Linked DNA regions of Triticum aestivum: region 2 is linked to region 1. The links are chromatin contacts, called in public Hi-C maps. All regions are on one chromosome and are shown on one strand. The core of a region is the stretch at or near the end of the contact, and the rest is flanking DNA. Distances in the headings are between cores, read along the strand shown. Region 1 has its middle 22 kb from the start of LOC123112087. Region 2 holds the start of LOC123112088 (BTB/POZ domain-containing protein NPY1).

Region 1 (6,067 bases), core at 2,957-5,456:
GCCCGTGCTTCGAAGGCCAGCCAGGGGCCCCCAAGTCCAGGGCGTGTCCCTAGGCTTGTGGCTACCTGGTGGGTCCCCCTCTGGTAATTCTTTCGTCGGTATTTTTTATATGTTATAAAATAATTCTTATAAAATTTCAGCTCATTTGAAGCTGTGCAAAATAGGTATCTCTGATATAGCCCTGTCTGGTCCAGAATTTCAGCTGGTGGCAATCTCCCTCTTCATATAAATCTTGCAAATCAAGAGAGAAAATGTATTAGAATTTCATCACAAAATGTTATGATGATAAAAACATTATAGATAACAGAAAAAAGCATGATGCAAAATAAATAAAAGTATTAGGAGGTAATAACTTCGACTAGTAACATTCTACCCATCGTGAGTAGTCTGAGTAGAAAAATAAGGCCGATCTATGGGGTGGCATCTTCTCTTTGGGATAAACGATATTCCCTCCGTTCCATAATATAAGAACGTTTTTCAAGGTATTAAAAAACATTCTTATATTATGGGTAGGAGAGAGTAGCTCTGAAAACACCCATTTCTCCTTTTATGAAAATTCAGGTGGGGAACCACCCCCTCGGCAACATTTCAGAAGAAAAAGAAGTCCGTCAAGACTGAAACCACATGGAAAGGAAATGCACCTGAGTAACCCTCACTTGGAAATACATGGAGGTGACTTAGCATACTCTGTCCATATAAACGCTGCAAAAATATGTTTATTCTTTTTTGAGGAATGCAAAAATATGTTTAAACCACAAGATTGTGCGTACATGCCCTTCCGAGAAGAAAAATATTTTTCTCGAGGTAGGCAAATTGCGTACCATAGCTTTATAAAAGGAGAGAAAATTAGTACTCCCTCTGTCCTAAAATAAGTGTCTTGACCTTAGTACAAATTTATATTAGAGCTAGTACAAAGTTGAAACACTTATTTTGAAACGAAGGGAGTACATGACATCTACCACTTGCTGCGAACAACGAGCGTAGCACAACACCACATCCGGCTATCCTCGGGACAGCCACACTCGACAACACAACTATAACACGGAAAAACCTGCCCAAAACCAAAAAAACCTCGCCGCGTCTTGATCGACACCAAACACCTCCGAAGAATAGCAACTCCAACTTTCTTTGGATTCATCCGCGACGACGGAGAGGAGCGGTCAGGGTCACGACGAACACCGGAGGAGCACCAACAGGAAGCTCAGTCTCCTTGCATGATGCTCCCAACAGAAAAACGACGTCGCAGACGCCGCCAACATGCCGCTCCAGAGGACCAATGCTTTCGCCCAGAGACAACTGCCAGCACCAATCACGAGGGAGATGGCTACACACTCGACGTCGCCTCCAGAGAGGAGAACGACACCCGCGGGTGCCATCGACGCCGGTCGGCCAAAAACCGGACAGGATTTTCATCTGTGACGTTGTGCATCTCCACTCCGACGAGGTGGGCAGCACTGTTCCTGAAACCTCGCACCGCCGTCACCGCAACAAATCCGCCGAAACCGCGAAGCCGAGGACCAACACCACCAGCACTGCGAAGAGAGCGTGAACCAGACCTCCACCAACATCGCCATCGAGGAGCAACCTCAACCTCCAAGCAGAGCAAAAACCAGATCCGCTCCAACGGCCTTCATCGACATCAAGAGACTGCCGCCAGGTTGGATCTGGCCCGCCCCTCCAACCTCACTCCGGCGCCAACTCCACCGGGGCATCGCCGCGATCCCCTCACACGGAGGCGGCCGGACACCTGCTGCACGCCAGGACACCTTCCTGGCAGGGCCATCTCGGCGCCGCCACCCCCATGGCTGATCCAACGCCGCCGCCACCGCCGATGCTGACGCTCCACCTGCAACCACCGACCAGAAGTGCTCCTCGCCAGGATCCGGTGAAAGCCCTCGCCTTGCACCCGTTGTGCCTCCAACCGAACCGCGAGCCCCCGTGAGAAGAACGTCGCGCCAGACCATGCCCGCGCCTAGCACGCGCTCCGCCACACCGCTCGCGCCAAGACCGAACAGCCCAGCCTCCGCGCCGCCCTCCAGACGCAGCTCCCCCGCGCGAAGGAGGTGCGTCGGGGCGCGCCACCCCAGCCAGCACGCGCGTCGCGACCGACCAGCACGCAGCGCTGCCCTGCTCCATCTCCTGCCTGCGCGCCCCCATTGGCCACGACGTGCCGTCCTCCGAGCACCCCAGCCAGATCGAAGAAGAAGCCCCCCGCGGCCCCTACTCCAGGCGAGCGCGAGCAGATCCCGCCGCCACCGGGCGCCCGCCGACGGCGGCGGCGGGGAGGGGAGGGAGAGGGGGGATCGAGGGGCCGGTGGCTAGGGTTGCGCACCCGGGTCGCCCGCGGGGGAGCGACACGGGCCGGAGGCACAAATGAGGTGGTGTTTGTTTCTCTAGTCCTAGGACTTTTTCTAGTCCCTGGGACTTTTTAAAAAAGACTCTCAAGGAGGTGCTTCTAAGGACTTTTAGCAAAAAGTCCCAAAAAAGTCCCACCTTGTTTGATTTGTTAGGGGCTTTTTTAGTCCCTACATCAAAAAGTCCCTGGAAACAAACACCCCCTAATTCTCCGAGAAGAAAAAAGTTGACGACGGTAACACGCGGGCGTGCCGGCGACGGGCGTTCCGACCAGGGCCATAGCTGGCAAGGCCCCAAGGGACAAGGCGAGGACACAAACACACCGGTTGGTCCCTTCCACGCTGCCGGTGTCATGTGGTCTCTCCCATCTCTGCCGCTCACCGGAGCAGCCAGCTGACTGGACACCCTCGTGCCGATCCGCCAAGTGAAGCGGCGAACATGCATGTCAACCCTTGTCCCGCAAGTTGGAACCACGAGCGGAGCGGTGCAACTTGGGCGTCCTTTTCTATGCCCGCTGCTCGCTGCTCTCCTGCCCATGTTTAATCAACCCAGCGAATCCACGTCGCATGGATGCATGAGAGGTGTGTGGTCCGGCGAGAAAACACACTCGTATGAGAAGAATTCGGGTCGGCGCGGCTGCTCATGGATGCCTCGGATTCTCTTGGCGCAGTGCATGCCGCTGCCGGTGCGCTCGGCTTTTTCCACTGCTGCCGCTGCGGACTGAGTAGTGGCGCCTCGGAGAGCTGAACGGGATGAATTGTTTTTTGTCCCGTACCACCTGTGCATGTGCCTGGCAAGGGACGACGTCTATCCCCGGCTCTGCCCACACGGGGCCGCCTCGTTGTGGCTGCGCTGCCTTCACGTAGAAGCCAGGCCATTAATGGCGGGTCGGTCGGGGCCGTGGCTGCGATCGCGCTGAGATCACATTCCACGGGCCCTGTCCCCTATCCTGCGCTGCCGGTCTCCAGTGCCCAAACAGAGGCGATCGTTGAAAAGTTTTCGTGCAGTGCAGAGAGGCGTTCTCTCGTGCGTGCGTGCATGAGGCGAGGGCGAGCCATGCATGTCGCCGTAGCGGGCAGCGCTGGCGAGGTTTTGGGCACGAGTCGAGTCGGGAAATGTGTGGGTGGGATGCCAGCAGGGCAGTTGCGTTCGGGTCGATGTTATGTCAGGCCGACGTGGATCCGACGGGCGGTGGTACTCCAGTTTTTTGCGGTGTAGGCCGTAGCCGTGGGGCAGTGGTACGTGCGTTTCCAATTGCAAGGTCGACCTCACTGTCAGGTAAAGCTAGGAGCTGCTGCCTTGATTAACGATGTTGATTTGCCGGTCCGGTTTCATTGTGGTTAAGCAACGAATCATTCTGACCAGCAGCTTCCACTAGCTTCTTCGGCGATCGAGTCGAGCTTCCGATCGAACTAGCTAGGGCTAGGACCTAGGAGCGAAAAGCAAGAGCTATGAATAGACATAATTAAAAAGTTTCTGGACACCTACGTATTTTGCTAGACTTTCAGAGCCTCCTGCTGTGCATATGCTCAAACAGGTGTAGCAATTTACTCCTGGGCAAGCCACGTTCGCAGCTGGCTATGTGTAGCTGCTGATATGGATGGATAGCTAGCCTCGAGTCGAGTCCGGGCAGGGTACCCCACGAGGCCGACGGAGAGCGACCGGCCTGGCCTGCCCGGCGGAAAAAGGCAGCCCATGGCAATGGCATGGCCGGATGTACTACGAAGATGCACGTAGCTGCGTGCCGCTCCAAGGTGAACAGGCAAAGCCACTCTTCCGTTTGGATTGGGTGGACCGTGGACCGGGCGCGCGCGCGGCGGGGACCTCCTCCCCTTCCTTAACCAGGGCCCGGCCGATAATGCATGCCATCTCCCCTCCCAGCGGCCGGACGGACAGAATCCGTTCCGTGACGCCCAACAGCAAGACGCTAAAAACGCACGCACGCACGCGGGGAGGCTCCTTCGGTTCAGCCAGCGACCCACGTGCTCGTCCGCGCCACCGTGTCCGTGTGGTCGATCGGGCCGGCCCCGGCAGGGCCCCGGGCATTCCGTTGGGGTGGCGGCATGGGCGCGGTTCGTGGCTTCGCGCACGCCTTGCGCGTGCACAGTGCTCCCGTCCGTCCATCTCGGGCGTCCAGTCACGGGTGCGTGGCCAGGTCGGCCATCCGTCGCGCGTCCGTGCGGTGCGCCCGGCGGCGGCGGGTGCGGGGAGCGCGTCCGGGCGGGCCACTGTACGTCTGCCGTCTACGCGTGCCGCCCTGCCCTGCCCTGCTAGTAATAAGATCGATCGACTGTTCAGCCCGTCCGTCTCCGTCGGGTCGCAGATCAGACATACGTACGCATGCACGCAACCCTGCATGTGTGGGAGCTGCCAGAGCCGCCCGACCGGTACACCACGACCACGTAGTACTACGTCGGTACGTGAGATACTGAGACGTACTGTCCTTGAGATACCGAAAAGATGCACTGTTTTTTTTTAACAAAAAACTGAGATGTACTGTCGTGCTTCTTCGTCGCGATGCTCTTGGCTGGACGGGCGAACCCCGTCCCGTACCGAGCGCGAGCCAGTGCTACCTATACCTAGGTCTAGCAACCTAGCCGATCTTGGCGTTTTGCATCGGGAAAGGAACAAGGCAACAAGACCAAACAAAAAGCCGGATCAAACAAAAAGCAAGCCCCTGGGCGGGCAATGATTGCGGGGTTAAAAGTGGGGGTCAAGGCCTTGGTCAAGGACGGGTTGGAACTCGATGGGGGGTACCCAGTACACTCGATCATCCATTCCTCCTCTCTTCTCCATCATCGTCTCCACTGGGTCTGAGATAAGGATCGGGTCGAGGCCACTGCGGGGGTGCATCATGAGCAATCATGCACGCAGACGCAGGGCAGTCGCACTCACGGGAATGTAGTCGTAGTAGCAGCAGTACGTGGAATCTCGCAGATTTCATCATCGCTCGCCTCAAGGAGCACCACACCCCCTGACTGTCATTAGCCATCACTACCGCCGCCTCGATCGGTTGTTTTCCTGAACTTTTTCGGGGGCGGTGCTATGGCCGGCGAGCAAGGTGTTAAAATAAATCCGAGGAATACCGTCGATCATTCGAGGACCAAGCAATCACACAAACACGACACCGAGATTTGTTAACGAGGTTCATCGATATGGCTACATCCCCGGGGCCTGACTACGGACGCTCCTCCCCGTGACACCGCTACAATACCGCACCCGGTCGCCCTGGACACCGGCACATGCCGCCGGCTTCCCCTGCGTTCTGGTGCTATTATGTTGGCATAGGTTACATCGTGTGTCTACCCTCGCTATATAAGAAAGGCCTAGGATACAAGTGTCCTATTAGGACACGACTTCATATCCTATCTAAACACAATACTACTCACAGTCCAGCTGTAACCTGTCTTGTACACAATATTCGACACAACTCTAACAAACTCCGCCTTGGCGAATATTCTCCACCACCTTGAATTCGTTCATGCGTCAAACTTGCATGTACATTGGACTTGAGCTTATCCCATGAGCACCGCTGCTACTCCAAAGACTCCATGTGACTCCACCTGCAACTTGTAGTCCCTTCTTTTCTTGACCACAGTCAACACTCGAGCAAAATTAAGTTCCTTATTACTCTAGTTTGTGCTCCCAACTTCCAGAGTGTCAGTCCAACGCCATCACACACTGATCACTGACCTGCATGCAAAATGAACAA
Region 2 (6,049 bases), core at 1,695-4,194, 140 kb before region 1:
ATAGGGTTGCTACAAGGTGTTGTTAGGCTGAAGAATGGTAACATAAATGTAATGGATGATTCTTTGATCTGTTTGGTTAGATTGCCAAAGGCAGTCTATTAGACCATCAAAAATATTTTAAGGTGGTGTTGATAATCAGCTTGGCAGTGAAAATAATTTGTGCGTGAAACAGGACCCAGTAGATTGGAAAGAGACAGCCCAACAGCAATCAGACGTGAAGCATAAATGTTGATGATGTTACTACTCTTGATGGCATGACAAAGAGACCCCGACAGTTGAACATTCTATGTCTGAAGAACTACGTACTCCAGGATGTAACACATATCTACTTCCACCACCCTTGCCGTTATTTGTAGAAGCAAATATAAATGCTTAGTGTTGACTTGAGCAAAAATTGCTGAAAATACTAGCACACTGACCTTGTGTAAGTAGAATCTGACTTCACCGATATGCACAATGACATCTGTTGCAAGGTCAGAGACCACCAATCTGCGCGTATCAACAAACTTGTAAGCATATCATATTGCGAAACAGAACACAGAAACACTCTTTTGTAGCCATGGTAGCATTGCTGAGATTTAGTTTTATACAAGTAGTTCTTCTACCCGCCTAATGCTTCTACAAGGCTCCTACAAGGTTTTCACCGCAAAATCACGCATACCAATTTTGCTTATGCAACATGTATCAATGGTGGAGAAGCTCAGGAAAATTTCAAAACTATCTGAATAAAAAAAAAACATCTGAGATTACGTTAACGCGGTCGATTACACATGCCCGACCAACGTATCGACTGTCACCCATAAACCATGACTAGTCGCTGTCTCCAAACACACGACAACAGCGTAGACATGAAGCTTATCCTAAGCTGTAAAGACCTCCACTACATCCTCAACACATCAATAATGGAGGAAAAACATGCAGTGGCAGTTAAACTAGACTGTGCGGCTCGCTTTCCAGTTATCCCAGTTCAGCAAAGGGAAGAAGCAGGGCACTAGGAGTCCGGAGTTGGTGAACAGGACACGTATGCATGCGATCAGCTGGCCACTGATAATCATTAGTGATTAACAAGGTCCAGAAATCTCACAGGCTCTCAACTTGAGCTTGAAACCATCCCTTTCCAATGTTTCTTCATCTAGTTAACTGGCCACAAAAGCACCTTGCCAAGAAGATACACATGTCAGGCTCAAGCTCTGCTTTAAACCCATTTCTTTTTTACCACCAGCACTTGGCATTCAGAGAAAAGAATGCTGGATTCTTTAGATTAACCGGAGGGAAAGTGAGGCCTGATCAATGATTAGTGAGATGGGGAGATGACAATTGTTTTCTTCCTTCCTTGACAATAACTTAACCCCGGCCAACTTTAACCAAGTTGCCCAAGACGAACAGCAGGGCGTAGTGGCATCTACCTTATATTAATATACTGGCGCTCAGCGCATTGCTCCTAGCACTCAGATCTATTCCGCACTAGCAAAGAGGGGAGAAAACAAGTGCTGCATGTTCGGATTTAAAAGAGAAAAGGAAGTCAATCATTCTTTTGGGCGAGCAAATGATGCAGAGCAATCTACATGAAGGTGAAAGGCAGCCATGGGACTGACGGACGCCGGGAAAAAGATGCAAGAACATTTCAAGTAAATGAGACCCAAGGATGAATGAACTACAGCACATTACAACAAGATTTTTTTTTTAATCAGAGGACTGCTCATCACTGTAAACTGAACCGTATAACAGGCTAGGGGGGAGGGTGGCGACAATGGAACGGACACGAACAACTAATCCCGAGAGAAACAAGGAATGCCAGCTCGAGGGATCAGTTGGAGAAACTCCATTCTGCTACTAGTATCATAGTGCTAGATCCAGTTGAGAGAAGCGTAGAGAGCCACACATGTAGGAAGCATAAACAAAAGAAGGCAGGCAGAGGGGACAAGACAAGGCAGAAACTGGTAGGGATAGAAACGGCGCACACAGCCTAGCACTCTGCACTTCCCAAGAACCAATAGTCAACTCACGCCGTGACTCGAAGCAAAACAGCCGTATTTTGGAGCAAGATCATCTTTATGGCGCATTAGCAATCGAACAGGGTCTAATAACCAAGATCCAAGCGCAATGCGAGGCCAAAAACTCCACATAAGCTGGTACAGGAGGAAGAGACGCACTCAAGCATGACAGTCGGAGCAAGAAGGTGGTGATGCAAGAAGAGCGGTTCCCGAACGACCGCCATTCTAGAAGCTCTGCTCTTCCGAAGGGACGCACGGCACGAATAAGCCTGCAAGAATCTCACCGGGAGCACCAACCAGCAGGAGAAAGAGGACGACGGTGTCTGTGACAAGAATCTAGCGGGGAAACGCGCCTAGCTACGTGTAGAACAAGAGGCGAAGGAGATGGACGAGAAGAGGTTCTGCTCCGCCGTCATGAACCGGAGAAGCGGCGGCGCGAGCAAGAAACGTAAGACACCAAACGGCGCAGGGAAAACCCATCCAAAGTTTGAGCAGGAAGCAACGCTAGAGATGGACGCAACGCCAGAGATGAACAAGACAAGAAAAAGAAGGGAAGAGGGTGACTGACCTGACGTCGGCGCCGCCGGACTGGAAGGCGTCCGGCTTGGAGCCCAGCTTCATGAACTTCATCTTCTCGCTCCCTCCCTCTCCGGCCGCCTCTAGCTCCCTCACGCCCTCGCAGAAGACCTCACTGTCTGTCTGACGCTCGCTCAGGCTGGGTGCTTTCTTCTTCTTCCCATGCACTTGCTTGGCACCCCGGGACGGCGCGAGAGAGAAGCAGCGGGAAGCAGAGCACGGATGAAAAAACCCACCAGCAGTACGCAGCGCAGCGGCAGCAGGGGAAGAGAGAGGCGCGGTTGGGTTGGGTTGGTGTGGGGGAGGCTTAAACGCAGCAGCAGCAATTAAAGAAGGGGATATGGAGGGAGGCGGCAATGATGGTGATGCCGTGGCGTGTGAACCATGGAAGGGATGGTGGTATTATTATCAACTCCTCCTCGGCCGCTCTGCCTCTGCTCTGCTCTCTGCTCTCTGCCTGCGACTGCCAAAGCCGCCTCCTCCTCCTGCTTGCTCCGTCCGTCGCAATGTCAATGACTCAACGTGGTGTGGGCAGGACGTAGTAGCAGTAGCAGTATCTCTCTCTCCCTCTCTCTAGCCTTTTCCTCTGCGTCTGCTCTTCTTTTTCTTGGCTTCGACGCACCAGTAATAATATGTTAAAAACTTGCTCCGGCTGCTGCTGCTGCTCACCATGGAAAAACCGCAGGCCCTTTTGCAGCAGCGCTGCAGCACAGGCGCGATGATACTTTTTGGTTAGATTAGAATAGGGGCATAGTATTTCTTCCTCTGTTTGATCGTGGTATACTGGGAAGGATTAGGCGGGCTAATTATCCGTTTAGTCTTTTGATGTGTGCGGGTGCGGCAGAACTTTACAGGGAAACGGGTGGGGTGGCGCGCTCCTGCCCCTCTGTCTGTCGTGTGCGAGTGCGAGTGCGAGTGCGAGAGGAGAGCCTGTGTGCCTCACTGCCTCTGTGCCTGTGTGGTGGAGAGAAAGGTGCAACAAACAATCTACTATCTGCGCGCAGCGTTTAACAGCAGCAGCGCGGCACAGGTCGCTTTCTGTGTGCGGCGCGCTCCAGTTTCACAGACGGAACATGCCCAGTACTGACGATGTACAGCAGTGCTCTGGCCTGGTAGAGTATATCCGTTCCCTGTTGTATTGTAGGAGTATATACCACTGCCTCCGCCCGGAATCAAAACCGATGTATGTAGATGCATTGAGCATCAACTAATTTCGGATGAAGAAAGTACTTGGTCAAACGCAACGCAGTCGTTCCATGTTCACCTTTTGAACGGTGGTGAAGATGGACTTTTGCTTGGACAAGAAGCACCGGGTCAGGTCCGTTGCGTCATCCGCGAGCAAATAAAAACTTTTGAAAAACGCAGCGCAGGATCATCTGGCCGTATCGGAACAGCAATAATTTAATCAAGCAAAAAAAGGTGGCAGCACCATCCATCCGTAGCCCTCGGTTTGTCACGCATTCCCACCGGCGCACCACGCTCGCTCGGCCGCCACCTTTCCACGCCCCGCCCGCCCCGCCCGCCGTCGGCGGCCGGCCGGCGCGCACGCCACGTACCAGCGCGGCAAATACGCCCGCGCGCTTTCTCTCTCTTTCTCTCTGCGCGCCGCGCCCCCCGCCGGTACGTGTCCGCGCGTCCTCCGCCCCATGTGTCCTGGCGTCCCGCCCTGTTCTTTTTAGTTAAAAGGCTCGGAGACGGCGGTCCAATGGGCGAGCGCAGGATGATGCTCTCCGTCGGCCGGCGCCCATGCGTAGCGTACTACTACTCCGCAGCAACTGTTTATGTACTTTGGGGTGCGCATGGCATGGCAACGGGCGCGGGCTGACGGTGTCAGGTCGATCGCGCGGGGGAGAGAATCTCGGTCAAACGACGGGGGGCGGTTAACTTTGTAGCTAAACAAATCGCCACCCTACCGGCTTTGCAAAAGTCACCGCGATTAGATGCTCGGTACTTTGTGGACTGATGGAAATAGAGGGCCTAGGTGGAAAGGCCTACATCTTTCTTGACTTCTAAGAGCATCTTTAATTGGACTTAGGCAAATTCGACAGCTATGCATCCGCGGACGCGTCTGGACGGTCCCTCATATTTCGCTACCGGCATCCACATATCTTAAATCCGGACTCCCATATCCATGCACGTCGATCATAAAAAGCCGATGTCGCACGTACATAACAAATGTTGGTACCGAGCATTGGTAGTGTTTACATAAAATTTATTTTAAGTACACAACTCAAGCATTAGCTATTTGGTTTTTTTATGGGTTCATGTGCTCCACAAGATCATTGAGTAGCTGCATGTGCACCTCATGATCTCGAAGATTCTGATGCATCTGCAAAAAGTTCATAAGCCGGACCGCATCTTAATCTTCCGGATTTCAACTTGTTCTCCAGGTGCTTCAAAATCATGGGTTTGGGCTACACCATCACCCTCATCCTCGACAATCATATTGTGCAGAATAATACAACATGTCACCAGTTGACACAAAGTTTCTGATTACCACATCATTGCAGCGCTCCTAACAATTCTCCAACGAGCTTGAAGCACACCAAATGCCCTCTCCACATCCTTCCTAGCCGCTTGCTGCATTGTTGCAAAGTGGCTCGTTTATTGCCATGCGGTTCGGATACGATCTTCACAGACACCGCCCACTGAGGATAGGTACCATCAACAATATAGTATCCCATGTTGTAGCCTCGACCGTTGACGGTGTAGTTGCACGACGGTGATTACCCATTGCAAAGCCTCCTGAACACCGGAGATCGTTGAATCACGTTGATATAGTTGTGAGAACCCGACATTCCAAAGAAAGCATGCCAAATCCATAATTCATATGATGTCACAACTTCTAGTATGATGGTGGCTTCTTTGGTGTGACCTTGATACATTCCCCACAAACCTTTTGGGAAGTTCTTCCATTCCCAATGCATGCAATCAATTGATTCGAGCATTCCTGAAAACCCCCTTGCCTCCCCAGTAGCCAACAACTTCTCCATGTCATGCACATTCGGTTCTCTCAGAGACTCAGGTCCAAGCACTTCCACCACGGCGCGGGCAAACTTGACAGTGGTCTTCAAGCACGTGATCTCCCCCATCCTGACCATCTCACCAACGGCATCTGCAACAGTACCAAGTGCTCAGAGCAGTTGTGCACTTCTGCTTCAGAGAAAGAGAGTTGTCCTCAACAATCCCTTGTGAGATTGAAGTAGTCATCGTGTGCCTCCACTCCCTTCACAACGCGCAAAATTATGGTTTCTACATGCGAAAACAGCGACAAAGCCATGGATCATCGAGAAAGTAGGATTGGGAGCAAAGTGGTCCCTGTGCAATAGCTTTGCTCTGGACACCCTATCCCGGTTGGTCACTCTTCTCCCTTTGATTGAGCCATTGAAGTTGAGAATATGATCCACTTCCCGGTCCATTTCCTCTTGCATGCTCATGAGCATGATCATGTCTAATTCTTCGTCCGAATCCGAGGAATC

What was found. Hi-C and Micro-C count contacts between places; a contact is called where the count stands out from the background.
Region 2: a contact with region 1 is called in a Hi-C map of leaf, with 7 times the contacts expected there. The contact joins the promoter of LOC123112088 here to the enhancer-like site in region 1. A contact is called at or near these places in 3 of 5 Hi-C or Micro-C datasets (all in leaf) and 1 of 1 datasets of contacts at active chromatin or transcription factors (leaf).

Annotation. Positions count from the first base shown.
Region 1 is chr5B:400,690,635-400,696,701 of IWGSC CS RefSeq v2.1, reverse strand. No RefSeq gene overlaps it. Among protein-coding and RNA genes, the nearest start is that of LOC123112087, 22 kb to the right of the region's middle. Within about 2 kb of position 4,206, at least 4 of the 8 cell types and tissues checked have an H3K27ac peak or open chromatin away from gene starts, as enhancers often do. A contact at or near this core is called in leaf, where this site is marked.
Region 2 is chr5B:400,830,142-400,836,190 of IWGSC CS RefSeq v2.1, reverse strand. LOC123112088 (BTB/POZ domain-containing protein NPY1) reads right to left here and starts at 2,944. Exons shown (of 4, transcript XM_044533007.1): 1 at 2,563-2,944; 2 at 420-489. The coding sequence starts at 2,624.